Linked DNA regions of Gossypium hirsutum: region 1 is linked to region 2. The links are chromatin contacts, called in public Hi-C maps. All regions are on one chromosome and are shown on one strand. Each heading gives the region's core, a stretch centred on a gene start, on an enhancer-like site or on the middle of the called end of the contact. The rest is flanking DNA. Distances are from core to core; before and after follow the strand shown. Region 1 holds the start of LOC121214651. Region 2 holds the start of LOC107894981 (protein NRT1/ PTR FAMILY 4.6).

Region 1 (6,169 bases), core at 1,279-3,778, 630 kb before region 2:
TCATACATAATGTTTAAAGGGATTAATTTATGTAGTCTATATAAGCACATTATTTTCCATTGAACAGGAATATCATATTCAAAAGGTTATTGATAGTATTTGCATTTAAGGAATCATAATGGTTTGAGAGGATAAATGAAGCTTGTGTAAAGGAGGTGGAGGCAAGGGACAAAATCAAGGGCCTTTAAAGGCAGATTGGTTCATCTTGCTACCTGTGGCTTATTAACGAGTCCAATTTGAAGGGATACCCCTCACAATAAAATTTGATCACTATCGTTTCAAGAAGACACACTCAAATGTGGAAAAAATTGATCACAAAGCATTTATCGAATAGTGATTACAAGACTTCTTTCAATGAACTTGGCGCCTCCTACCTTACCTTGCATTTGTGGTGGGAGAGAAATGACTCGTCTTTGGTCCCCCGCTTCCACCAACAACTCTGATCCTCCTCTATACTGCACTTGTCATGCAATGAACACTCATCAGCATAATTCACCAAATCAAAATTTTTACAAGTGATGACATGGGAGGAGCAATGAGAACTTAAAAACGACTTTTGAACCTTCAAAACTATCACACAACTTGAAAAGAATTGAGGGATTCAGAACTGAACATACTTGATATAGCTTGATCTCTGACTTCTCGAAACCTGGCATGAGAAGGGTTGCTGTTTTCTTTGCTGTGTCAAAAATTACCGATGAAACCTTCTGGCTTGCTGGCAAAGAAAGAAGACCCCTTGCACCCTCAACGCTATTGTTCATCATGATGGCATTCCAATCTTGAGGGGAATCCACTGCAAGATTCGGAATACAAGCAAAAGGCAAGGGGTACAAATTCTTCTTCAGATTTTCCACTGATTCAACATCCAAATGGGGGGTAGGAATGGCAAATGCACCACCCACCTGCGTATCAGCTTGGATTGCACAACCCCAGTAACGTAATGCTGAACTGATTGATATTGGAATGTTTGGATTCATCACAAGAAAGCACCCAAATTGATAAGATCCTGAAGATCCTCTCTGCACAACTTACAGCCTTTCAATCTCCTATAGCAAAAACTTGGTGAATGATAAAATGAAATCCATTCCGTGGTTACCTCAAGAATTCGTTCCAGACTGTCCCATATATCAGCACTGATTGTTCCAGTGAGTTGGGATGGGTTACCACTTATGCCCATAGCTTCATCTACCAGTCTCAGGAGTGAAGGACCAGCCAATCTCCCAAGGTCACTTTTCTCAGCCATGCTCCGCAGGTACTTCAAGTAGAGTCTGTGCAGAGTTAGAGGGGCTTGTGTACATACTTCATTTTAGGCAAGAAAGATAAATTGTTTTGTCTATTTCCAAACCTTGCTTTACTGCTTGCACCTGTCATTCTTAGGGTTTCTTCGGTGCTGATACCATCATATATGATAATGTCAAATTTATCGTTTTGATGGTTCTTCCGAGCCCGTTTCCCGAATAAACCCAGAAGCCTCACAAGTGCAAGTAGTGAAAAGATAGAATCCATCCCGGGAAGCACCCCAAGCTCTTCTCCAACAACCTAGTAGACTAATACATGTCAAAATCAACATTCATAGTGTGAAGTGCAAACACCTAAGGTAAAAAGGATGATGAGATATTACATACACACCCCTTCCAGAACTCCTTGTGTCAAATTAAGACGGCCATCTGCTTTCTTCAGCTCATTTAGAGGTTCAAGAAGCATCTGCAGTTTAACGAATAATCCATTCTCAGCGTAATTATAATAAACCCATTTGAAATAGATAGATGATGAAGCATGGAAAAGGAACATACTTTAGTGGTTTCCAGCCTAACAACAGAAAGGTTGCGGGTGCATAGGGTAGGAGAGGAGTCGATCTTACAATTGAGAAGACAGTCAGCAGTGCGATCCTGTCCTTGTAACACTAAGCATGTGCTGAGTCCAGCCATTGCATAATGCTAAGCAGCAGCAAAGAAAGGCATGAAACAAAGAGATTAGATGATGATATTTGGAAAAAGGGGCCATTTCTAATTAACCCTATCTATGAGCTTCAGCTTTCCTTTTCCGTTAATTGGTGACAAAGTGTAACTAGGAAGTAGTACCTGGGCAGCGAAAACAGAGGAGATGGTCTTGCCGGAGCCGCCTTTGCCTAAGAAGGTGATCAATCTTGGAGTGTTTGAAGAAGAATCAATGATGTCATCACCATTGTTGACAGAAAGTTGAGAGATTGTTCTTCGTGAGGGACTCCAAAGACTGGATTTGGACTTGGAATTGGAGAGAGGGAAGATAACAGGGGAAGACACAAGCCCAGAGGACATTTTTGTTTTTCAATTTTTAGACATACAACAAGCCTATGGCTTTATAGTTTACAAACAATTACAGACAGGAAATGGATTAATTAGCCGATCAAACAAAGTGTTCTTATGCCAGGCCGTGTTGGCCCAATCTGACAGATCCCATTCCCAGCACCGGCTAGATTACACCATACTTTTTCTCTACTAAATGCTATTCATATGTTCATATTTTAGTATTTAGAATAACAAACAAAAATATAGAAGGTATATTATGACATAAGTTCTCTAACCATCAAAGTATATTGAGATAAACTTCATTTTACTCCTACTAAAATTTGCTCAAAATTAATTCTTGTACTAAAAGTTATTCAAATAATGGCATCGCCATAATTTTCTGTTGAATTACTGATAATTTAAATAAAACATATCATGCCCGACTAATTTATCCATGCTCATAAAATTCTCAAATTATTCTAAAGAATTCACGCTTTTTGGAACTATTGTGTGGTTGAAAATTTATTCGTTCAATTTTGTACTTTTTAACTTAACACTTCAGCTTTCTTTACCATTTCATTAAACCATTTAGAAATGGTTTCTTTTAAATCCCAAATATTCTCTTCACTTGTCTGTCAAAAATTTGCATGACGTGAGGATATTGGCTTCCAACAATGGTGAGACCAGGCTCCAATATTCTTTCCTTTATTTTACTTCACCCAATTATACTCTGTTTTAGTTACCCGATTTTAAATCCTTTAACTTAGATGCTAACATTTGAATTCACTCCTGTTTTGGTAATTTGTCTTTAAATTAATAACGGAAATTTTTTTAATTGATATTATTGAGTATGACTCATATTTCAGTCAAATTTGAGAGATAATCTCTCAGTTGAACTCTATCTATTTGTTTCAGTCGATCTCTGATTAGTCTAGATTATTTTATTATTATTTGATCTACGAATTTATCCTATAAATAAGCTCTTTTATAACCTTAAAAAAGACACCCATTAAAAGAATTTTGTAGAATTTTGTATTTTGAGGGTTCTTTATTTTCGGGTTTCGGAGTTTAGTTTTTATCTCCATCTTTTATACTCTTTGTTTTTTCCATTATAGTAAAATTATCTTTGTCTGTGTTTTTTATCCTCTTTGGAGGGTTTTTCCACGTTAAATTTATGTGTTCGATTTCTCAATTTCTTTCGTTATTTTTTACTTGTTCATTGATTAATTGGGTCGATCTCCAACAAATGGTATTAGAACTAGTTCAATTTTTATAGATCAGCCTGTTTAGAGATGACAACAACAAGGTTTAACATTGAGAAGTTCGATGGTGTCACAAATTTCAATCTGTGGCAAGTTCGGATGATGACAATTCTAGTTTAGACTGGTCTAAAAGGTCGTTACTGGGAAAAAGCCTAAGACTCTAGATCAGACAGAATGGGAAGAGCTTGATGAAAAGGCCCTATCTGTAATCCAATTGTGTCTCGTGAATAGGGTATTGCAGGAGGTATTGATGGAGAAAACCTCATCCGTATTGTGGAAAAGGTTAGAAACTCTTTATTCGACTAAGTCTCTAGCTAACCGTTTAGTGTTGAAACAACGTTTATTTACATTTCACATGAATAATGTGAGCTTCTTAGAGATCATATCAGTCAATTTATTACTATTTTGAATGATTTAAAGAATGTTGAGGTTAAGATTGACGATTAAGATCATGCTATGCTATTATTGTGCACTTTACCCTATTCATACAAGTCTTTCAAGGAGACCTTGATTTATGGCAGAGACAAACTCTCTTTCTAGGATGTAAAGGGTCATTTGTTGATTAAAGACAAACTCGATAATAAGTTTGGTTCGAATAGCAAGGTAGATAGGCAAGCTTCCGTTTTGGTTATCACACCCAAAATAGGGCTTAAGAGTTTTAGAGGTATTTTAGGAATTTTAGTCTTAGAGTGTTCGAAATTTTGTGACATGGTTTATTGGTAACGTTTTTTTACTATGGTTTTTAGAAAATTAAATCAATTTCAGAAAATGAGTTTTAAATGCCTTTAATTTTGAAAATAGAACTGATTTGTAAAAGGGTCTAAATTATGAGTTTTTAAAAGGCAATTAAACTAAATTTTAATTTTCACCCTATTTTCCCCCTTTATATTCATAAAATCCACATTAGTCTTCTCTATCCTTTGTGTATGTTGCCGTCCCTTTGCTCTCCCAAATCCATCATCCGATTTTCTCTGTTAAATCTTCAATGTTTTGATTTCTATCATTCCCCAAGTCAATTACCTTCATAAATCTTCAAGAAAACACTCAAAAACTCCATAAATTTCATCATATTCTTCGTGTGTGGATTTTCTAGGTTTTCAACAAAAGTCCGTTTTCCTTCCAACTAAGGTAACCATTCATATTTCTATTAATTTTAAATGCTATTTAGTCTTTAAAACTAAGTTTTTAGGCATTAAATCGCATGTTTTAAATAAAAGTCGAAAATTAGCTCGTTAATGGTAGATTTTGAGATTTTTAGTAAAAATGTGGTTTCAAAGTATTTTTTAATTAATTTTGACATGGTTAAGAGGTTTCTAAAATTAATTTGAAGTTTCGTTAAAGATTTCTTGAATTTTAATGAATTTTTAGAAAATTACCATAAACATGTCGAAAAAGTTGATACTATGATCTAAGTATTTTTTTGTGTAGTTTAAAGGTTGGGAATTAGTCGTAGATGACTTATAACATGAACAAAATTTGTTTTAGGAAAAAAGATTAAGTATAGATCAAGATATTTGAGTTTTAATTTTGCTATGTTAAAGGTTTTGGTTACATGAGAACCTAGCTTAGACTTGTGTTTTTGGATTGTTTGATGTGAATATTTGGATTAATGTTGATTGTGTTGCTGTGTGAGTTACCTTGTTGAAGTGTTGGAATCAATAGGACCCTCTACGAGTAGAGATAAAGGCAAGGAAAAGCTAGTTTGAACTTCTAGCTTTTCGGGTGAAAGTGTGTTGGTAGTGTTTGAAATAATTGCTTATGGACATGATTCAATATGTTATTTGAGAATTTAGTAGTAGCCTGAACCCCTACTTTAAATTTCGAGTGTAAGCTTTCTCATACCTATGTTATATTGTGGACAATGTGCTTATGTATTTCTAAATATGTGAATTGAGATAAGATGTTATAACATGTGAGATGTGGTTATGATAACCGTTGAGAAAGTGTAATTGTAAGCATGTTATACATGCTATATGACAGTGATAATGTTATGTTATAATGTGATATTTGTAGTGAATAAGGGCAGTGAACGGTAAGTAATATGTGTGTGTTAATAACAGATATTTTGGCCTTGTGATCTTTGAGACCATTGGATATAGTTGGCATTCCATAGGATTGTGAGCACTCACCTATATGTACAGTGATTTTAGGCGTTAGGGCCCTGGGACATGTTGGAGGGATAAGAGAATGTGAACTAAGCTCCATTCAATGGGACATCTGAGGGGAAATAAGAAGAATGTTAGCTTTATGCTTCACTTTTGGGACATGTTTGACTTTATGAGTCTCTGTGGTGTGTTGGAGATCCGTGTATCTGATGAGTGATGATAGAGCTCACTTTTATGTTTCATAGCTCAAGTGCCAAATTATCTTAACTTAGAATTATATGAGTATTGTGATATATGCTTAAATTTTATGTGATTATATGTGTAATGTGATATATGCTTAAAATTGAATATTTTTATCATGTAAAAGAACTAGTAATAATGCACGAGTAAGTATAATATGACACTAGAGTTGAAATTGTTAAGGTTATGCTATATAGTTGTTTCATTGATGCCTGATGAATTGTTTGTATTGTGGTTATTCTGAGCATTCACTAAGTTTGTTAAGCTCATCCTCTCCTCTTAAACCATTGCAAAT
Region 2 (5,907 bases), core at 2,842-5,341:
TTGAATTCGTTGAATCCTATCAGAGAAATCTATAGTAGGAATCCCATTAACTATAGATCTGTTAATATCATCTTCCAAGAATTCTAAATCCTCATCCACCCCCACAACAAAATTTTTCATTGCCATCTTACCAATATTTCTAGTTCCATTCCCCATTAGTTTATCTTTCCATGATAGATTTGGGGTCATCCTCAGCTCAACCAGCATATCGGTAACCGCTTCATCATTAACCTCTTTGAATATGAGTTTCTTAGTATTTCGATCCACATCTGCTTGAGCACCTTCACTAACGTTCTTTTCCGGATGAGATTCGTTACCACCAGAATTCAAAGATATTTCCATTAGTGTGTTCTTAATCAATCTCTGAACTGATTCTTTATTCTTTCAACAATATCGTCTTTAAATTTTAAAGATGTGATGTATTTGTAATTATAACATATATATTTTTAAAGTAGTCAAATGGTAATATTATCAAAAGATAATAACATTATTATTAAATGGTGCTTCGAATTTATGCTCGTTGATGTGGACTGTATGGGTTTTTTTTTTTTTGTAATTGGGTGTAGATTTTATAGTTCTATTTTGGATGTTTTAAAAGGCTTGAGTGGTATTGCCTATGAGTCATCATGTCATTGTACTCTATTTTCTATCAAGGATTTTTCCTTTAAGAAAAAAGCATTACAATCAAATGGTATTATTACATGCGTTATTATTCATAGCTTTATAATTTTTTTTATTTTTTATTTTTTATTTTACTATGCAATCAATATGATTTTGTCTAAATAATATATAGTTTGTTTGTAACCAACAAGTGTTGAGTGTACTGATAAGACACATTGCACCCAGAAGGCCCGCTATGGAAATAAAACAAATCAATAGATTTGAGAATGAGATAAGTTTAAAGAAATGAGAAATTGGTATTTTATGAAATAAAGATATATGTACTTTAGTGTTGAATGGTATGATATGAAAAAATTTAATGCAAATGCCAAATGAATTGGTATACAAAATCGTTATTTGCATTTATCATATGTTAATGGAAACTCTTGGCATAAATGGAATATGAATTGATTAAATGTTGAACTTGAATTGATTTTGTTCATTTAATTAATGTTATTGTTATATTAACTTGAATCATGAAAGTACCATTGATTTTTATCGCTTAACATGCGGTTTGTTTATCCCGTGGGTAGAAATAAGTGGAATTTGAAGTCTCGAGAAGTAATTTACCATCCAATCTTCAATCCTCGACTTATCAATGTTTGTATAACTCCTTTATGTTTTGATATATGACATGTACTTAGGATTGGAGTTAGTTTTGTATTAAAATGGTAATTTTGTATTCCGAATTGGCAATCTAATTGAGTCTAATATTCCTAACTTGTTTAATACATATTTGAGATTAGCATAAGTAGTTAAATGATTTAAATGGTTAGCATGTAGAAATTCTCATATGATTTGAGGTTGAGATGATGATTTTGTGTAATGTTTATATATACATATGATGCTAAAGGTTAGAAGTATATAAGAACGATATATTTGCTGAAATGGTTGAATTGAGGCATTTGATGAATTATTTTAAGTGTTAGTTATCATATGGATCTTTTGAAAATAGTAAGTGACATCGTGACATCAAGTTCTTGATATCATGATGTGACTCACGAGAACAAGTTAGTGAGTCATGTCGCGACTTAAAACCCTCGAAATTGTGACGCCAATTCGATAGTTTGAACATTTTATAATTTGATATTTATTTGATCTTAAGTTATCCAAAGAGCTTCTACAAGTTCATATAAGACTCGTAAATGATTGAATAGCATATAGTAATGATGTTTTGAACTTAATAATATGTTAACTATTAAATTGAATTGTAATTGATTATAGTTGTTTCAACAATACTCAGAACTGGTGATCGAGTATCGATTATAGAGAAGGTTTAGTATTTTGGTTGTAATTTTTCAAGAGACTATAAACAAAGACATTTTGAAGGAACTCCACAAATGTGACGCTGGGAAATTTACTTTTGGAGATGGTTGTACAAGGCAATTTTCTTATTATTACTCTACAATGGCAATCTTCTTCCCCAAATCGTTTTGCTAACAGGGCTGTTGTTTTGGGCATGGAAGAAACGTAAGTTTTGTCTACTATTCCGCTGAAGGCAACGTTGTTCAAGACTTTCTACCGCTTACTGTGAGTAATATTATTCAATTTTATCTTCTCTTTTATTTCCTAATCTGGGGATAATTTGAATATCTTTCATGTTTTAGTTTTCATTTTGGGTTAAATGTAATCTAAGGATAATTCTACAAAAGAATCATCAAATCTCATTAGCCACCGCTTCTTTTTTTAAGAGTTCAATTTTATTAGCTCAATAAGATTTTGTTTGATTGGTTAAAACCCTAATCTTGAGATCAAGAAGCAACGAATACGATTGTCCTCTGGCGAGCTTGAAAGTGCGAGAAAGAATCCCGATGCCTACTCTAACGCCATAACAGAGGAGAAAGCTTTGGCAGAAATTACCAATGGCGTTGGCCACGCAGGATCATCAGCATGGTCGTACGGGGTGTCGTCGCCACTCGCCGCCATCCTATGATGCCTCTGTAGCTCCTGTATTGCTTCCCTCAATCAGTCCTCAGCCTCAGGCAGTCGTCGCTCCGCCTCCGCGCTGTCTGCCAACAACCATGCCGAGGAAATCGGGTTTTTAGAGAGAGTCGGCATTTTAAAGTCGATAATAATTGATAAGTTAGTTCTTTTTAATTAACTTTATTGCTGTAATAAGAACATTTTTCATTTCTCTCCCTGTTTTTCTTAATTTTCCTGTAAAATTTCAAAAAATTAATGCAGCATGGTGATTTTTTTTGACAGGAACCGACTTAAAAAAAATTGAAGTACCAAAAATGAGTAATGTTTGAATTAAGCCTAACAAGCAAATGGATATGTAGTAGTATTTTTTAGTCTGAGACCGCACATCCAATTTCTATCATCTTTTCATATCTTCAAGCATTATTGCACAAAAGCTCATCGGTAGGAGATTGGGAGCCATTAATATAATAATCCTCCATTGTATGGCTATTAGATTCTATCATGTCAAGCAATTAGCAATCGTCCAACCCAAGTGATCTTACCACTACCCTTTGCTTCTTTTAACCACTGTTTGCAATTTGTTAACTGGGGATTCCATTCATTTGTGTAAACATTGGATTTTGGGTTTGGGGAAACAGTATTCATGATAATCACACGGCCACAAAAGACATTTGCATAAAGCTGCCGTATGTGTATATATATATCCATGTTATCGTCATCCACTTACTAAATTCCTGAGTGTACACGGACTAAAGAATATATTCCTTATCTTATAATTATATATAAATCAGCAAATTTTATTATAACAGTACTGGAAGGAGAAACATATGGAAGATCATCAAAATATCAAGTGAAAAATGAAACAAGATTAAAGATACGCCTCCTTTGAAGTTTTATATTGTTGTTCTGATTCTGTAGTGGTGGAATCCGATTCTATAGTGCCTGCTTCTCGGTACACCAATACTCGATATCAAACTTGGCGCCCCTGGGAGATTCTTAAACCACTTAACCACTTGTGGTTGAATATGAAGACGGTGGTTTTTGTCAACGTTTGGCGCCACACCTCCTAAGGGGGCATCTATCGATCAGCTGCTCACTGTGTGTTGCTACTTGCTGGTTTTGTTCTACTCCTCAAGGCGTGTACTGCTTTGATGTTTCTATTTGCTAATTGAATTCATATTTTGTTGGAAGAAAAGACAAAAATAAATACTATCATTAGGCATCCGCAACGAAGGTTTTGGCTTTCGATGGTCAAAGAAAGAGAAAGGTACTTTTTTTTGTTCTTTTGGGTTCCTTTAATAATGGGTGGAGAGGATTTGATATGTTTCTCTCCTAATCTTCCTCCTCTCAAGCTTTTTTACTATAAGTTAGCAAATCTTTAATAAAAAGACACTTTGTTATTACAAAAAGAAACTGTTCGTTAATATGATAATTTTCAAATAAAATAATAAAATGAAAGAATTCTTAGTATAAAACAAGAGGTTCCAAGGATGATGAGTCAAAAATTAACTTATGTGAGGTGTGAAGACCATTCTCTCCTCCAAGTTGAACTGAAACCATCAAATGCTCTTCCCTTCCCCTCTCTTTAAATACCCCCACCACTCTCACCATGCTTTTCTACCTCACACTCGAGATCAAATACCAACATAATTACTCAAGTTGAGAATAGGAGAGAGAGAGAACAATGGTGGGTTCCCCCCCCCCCGCCCTTTTAATTTTTTATTTTGCTGCTCTTTTTATGTTGTCATCTCACTCATTATTCGTCCTCTCGTTGCTTCATTCAAAGTACAAACAGCAGACAACAAACTCGCCTTTTATTGTACAGGAAGGAGGATACCATTACTATTACTAACTCGTTGCTTCATTATTCGTCCTCTCGTTGCTTTCCTAGATACTATTACTAACTCGCCTTTTATTGTACAGGAAGGATACCAGGATAATAGATGGGAAGGGTATGTGGATTGGAGGGGCAAACCTGCTTTAAGGGGCCAACATGGTGGCATGGTGGCTGCCTCCTTTGTCTTGGGTTAGTTACCTGATCTATTCCTTTTTGTTCCTTTTGACACAAATAAAGGGTGAGCTTCCGCTGGAGGCTTATTTTATAGGTTGGTTCCATCCCTTAGTTTAATGATAAATTTTGGGTGTACGTAGTTGTGGAAGTGGTGGAGAACCTGGCCTACTTGGCAAATAGTAGCAACCTGGTGCTGTATCTGTCAAAGCACATGCACTTATCTCCATCAAAATCGGCAAACGATGTCACCAATTTCATGGGGACAGCCTTCCTTCTGGCTCTGCTTGGGGGCTTCTTATCCGACACTTTCTTCACTACTTATCACATCTACCTCATAAGCGCACTCATCCAATTCCTGGTACTCCATTTTCACGCACTCTTATCTTTAGAACTCTCTATGTTTTGTTTCATTATTGCACTTCATCCGCATTGTGGTTCTCATAAATAAAAGACACGGGCAAAAATCTGATAGTATTCCCTCTCTGCGACTTCGGTATAAACAAAAAACCCAGTCTGCCTAGGTACAACAACTAACGAGGCCTTACTAAAAAATGTCAGTACATTTGTCCACTTTCTTTCGGATCCCAAAAGTAAGCTAATTCTGAGATAATAAAATAGGGTCTGTTTCAATTCAACCTTCCATCACATATTCGAACTTCCAACAACAATCGGTTATGTTAGCTATGCTTTCAAATGCCTCGTATTCCATTAAAGAAATTCCTTTTTTTCTTATCCATAAATTGGGAAGTGGGGCGGGTGGGTCCTGGAGTAGGCCAATGTTAGGGTGTTAGTCATGGGACTTATCCTTTCAAAACCGACGCCTTGGGATTTTAGTTTAACGATAAGAGAGCTTTAGCTCTACACGTACCGCATGAGTGTCAAACAGTCGCTGGAGCTCCTACCCTATGTCATACGTCTAATACACGGTAATTTTCAACTCTTCATCCACCAATCACTGTACAGTATGTGGCTGGAGAAAGAGACGAATCCGAAGAAAATCCTGGGAAAACCAAATCCATTTAATAATGGGTGCGTAGCTTTCTTCGAATGAAAAAGGGAAATGAAGCAAAGGTTGCTCATTTCATTTTGGGCAGGTTCATGAACCACGTGGGCGGCCATTGATAGAGCCCAAGCGAAACTTGAAAGTCTATTTAACTGAGAATCATGCTCACCCTGCACCATTCAATATAACAAAGCCATGTCGTCAACAACCCGGTTGCTTTACAGTGACATATCATTGAAATCTTTGCAGTGCAATCCTTGTGTGGCAAACGCCAGATAAAGGAAAAACCATATTGAACGGCCCAACAAGT

What was found. Hi-C and Micro-C count contacts between places; a contact is called where the count stands out from the background.
Region 1: a Hi-C map of leaf shows a contact between it and region 2, with 2.2 times the contacts expected there. The contact joins the promoter of LOC121214651 here to the promoter of LOC107894981 in region 2. A contact is called at or near these places in 2 of 34 Hi-C or Micro-C datasets (both in leaf).

Annotation. Positions count from the first base shown.
Region 1 is chrD02:39,170,746-39,176,914 of Gossypium_hirsutum_v2.1, reverse strand. LOC121214651 reads right to left here and starts at 2,528. Exons shown (of 7, transcript XM_041088539.1): 1 at 2,082-2,528; 2 at 1,794-1,937; 3 at 1,630-1,704; 4 at 1,346-1,539; 5 at 1,097-1,268; 6 at 618-1,019; 7 at 170-460. The coding sequence starts at 2,297. The coding sequence ends at 371.
Region 2 is chrD02:38,543,466-38,549,372 of Gossypium_hirsutum_v2.1, reverse strand. It overlaps LOC107894981 (protein NRT1/ PTR FAMILY 4.6), which reads left to right and starts at 4,091. Exons shown (of 5, transcript XM_016820139.2): 1 at 4,091-4,270; 2 at 4,507-4,609; 3 at 4,735-4,952. The coding sequence starts at 4,268. It overlaps LOC107894980 (a long non-coding RNA gene), which reads left to right. Exons shown (of 2, transcript XR_001683337.2): 1 at 1-2,190; 2 at 2,417-2,862.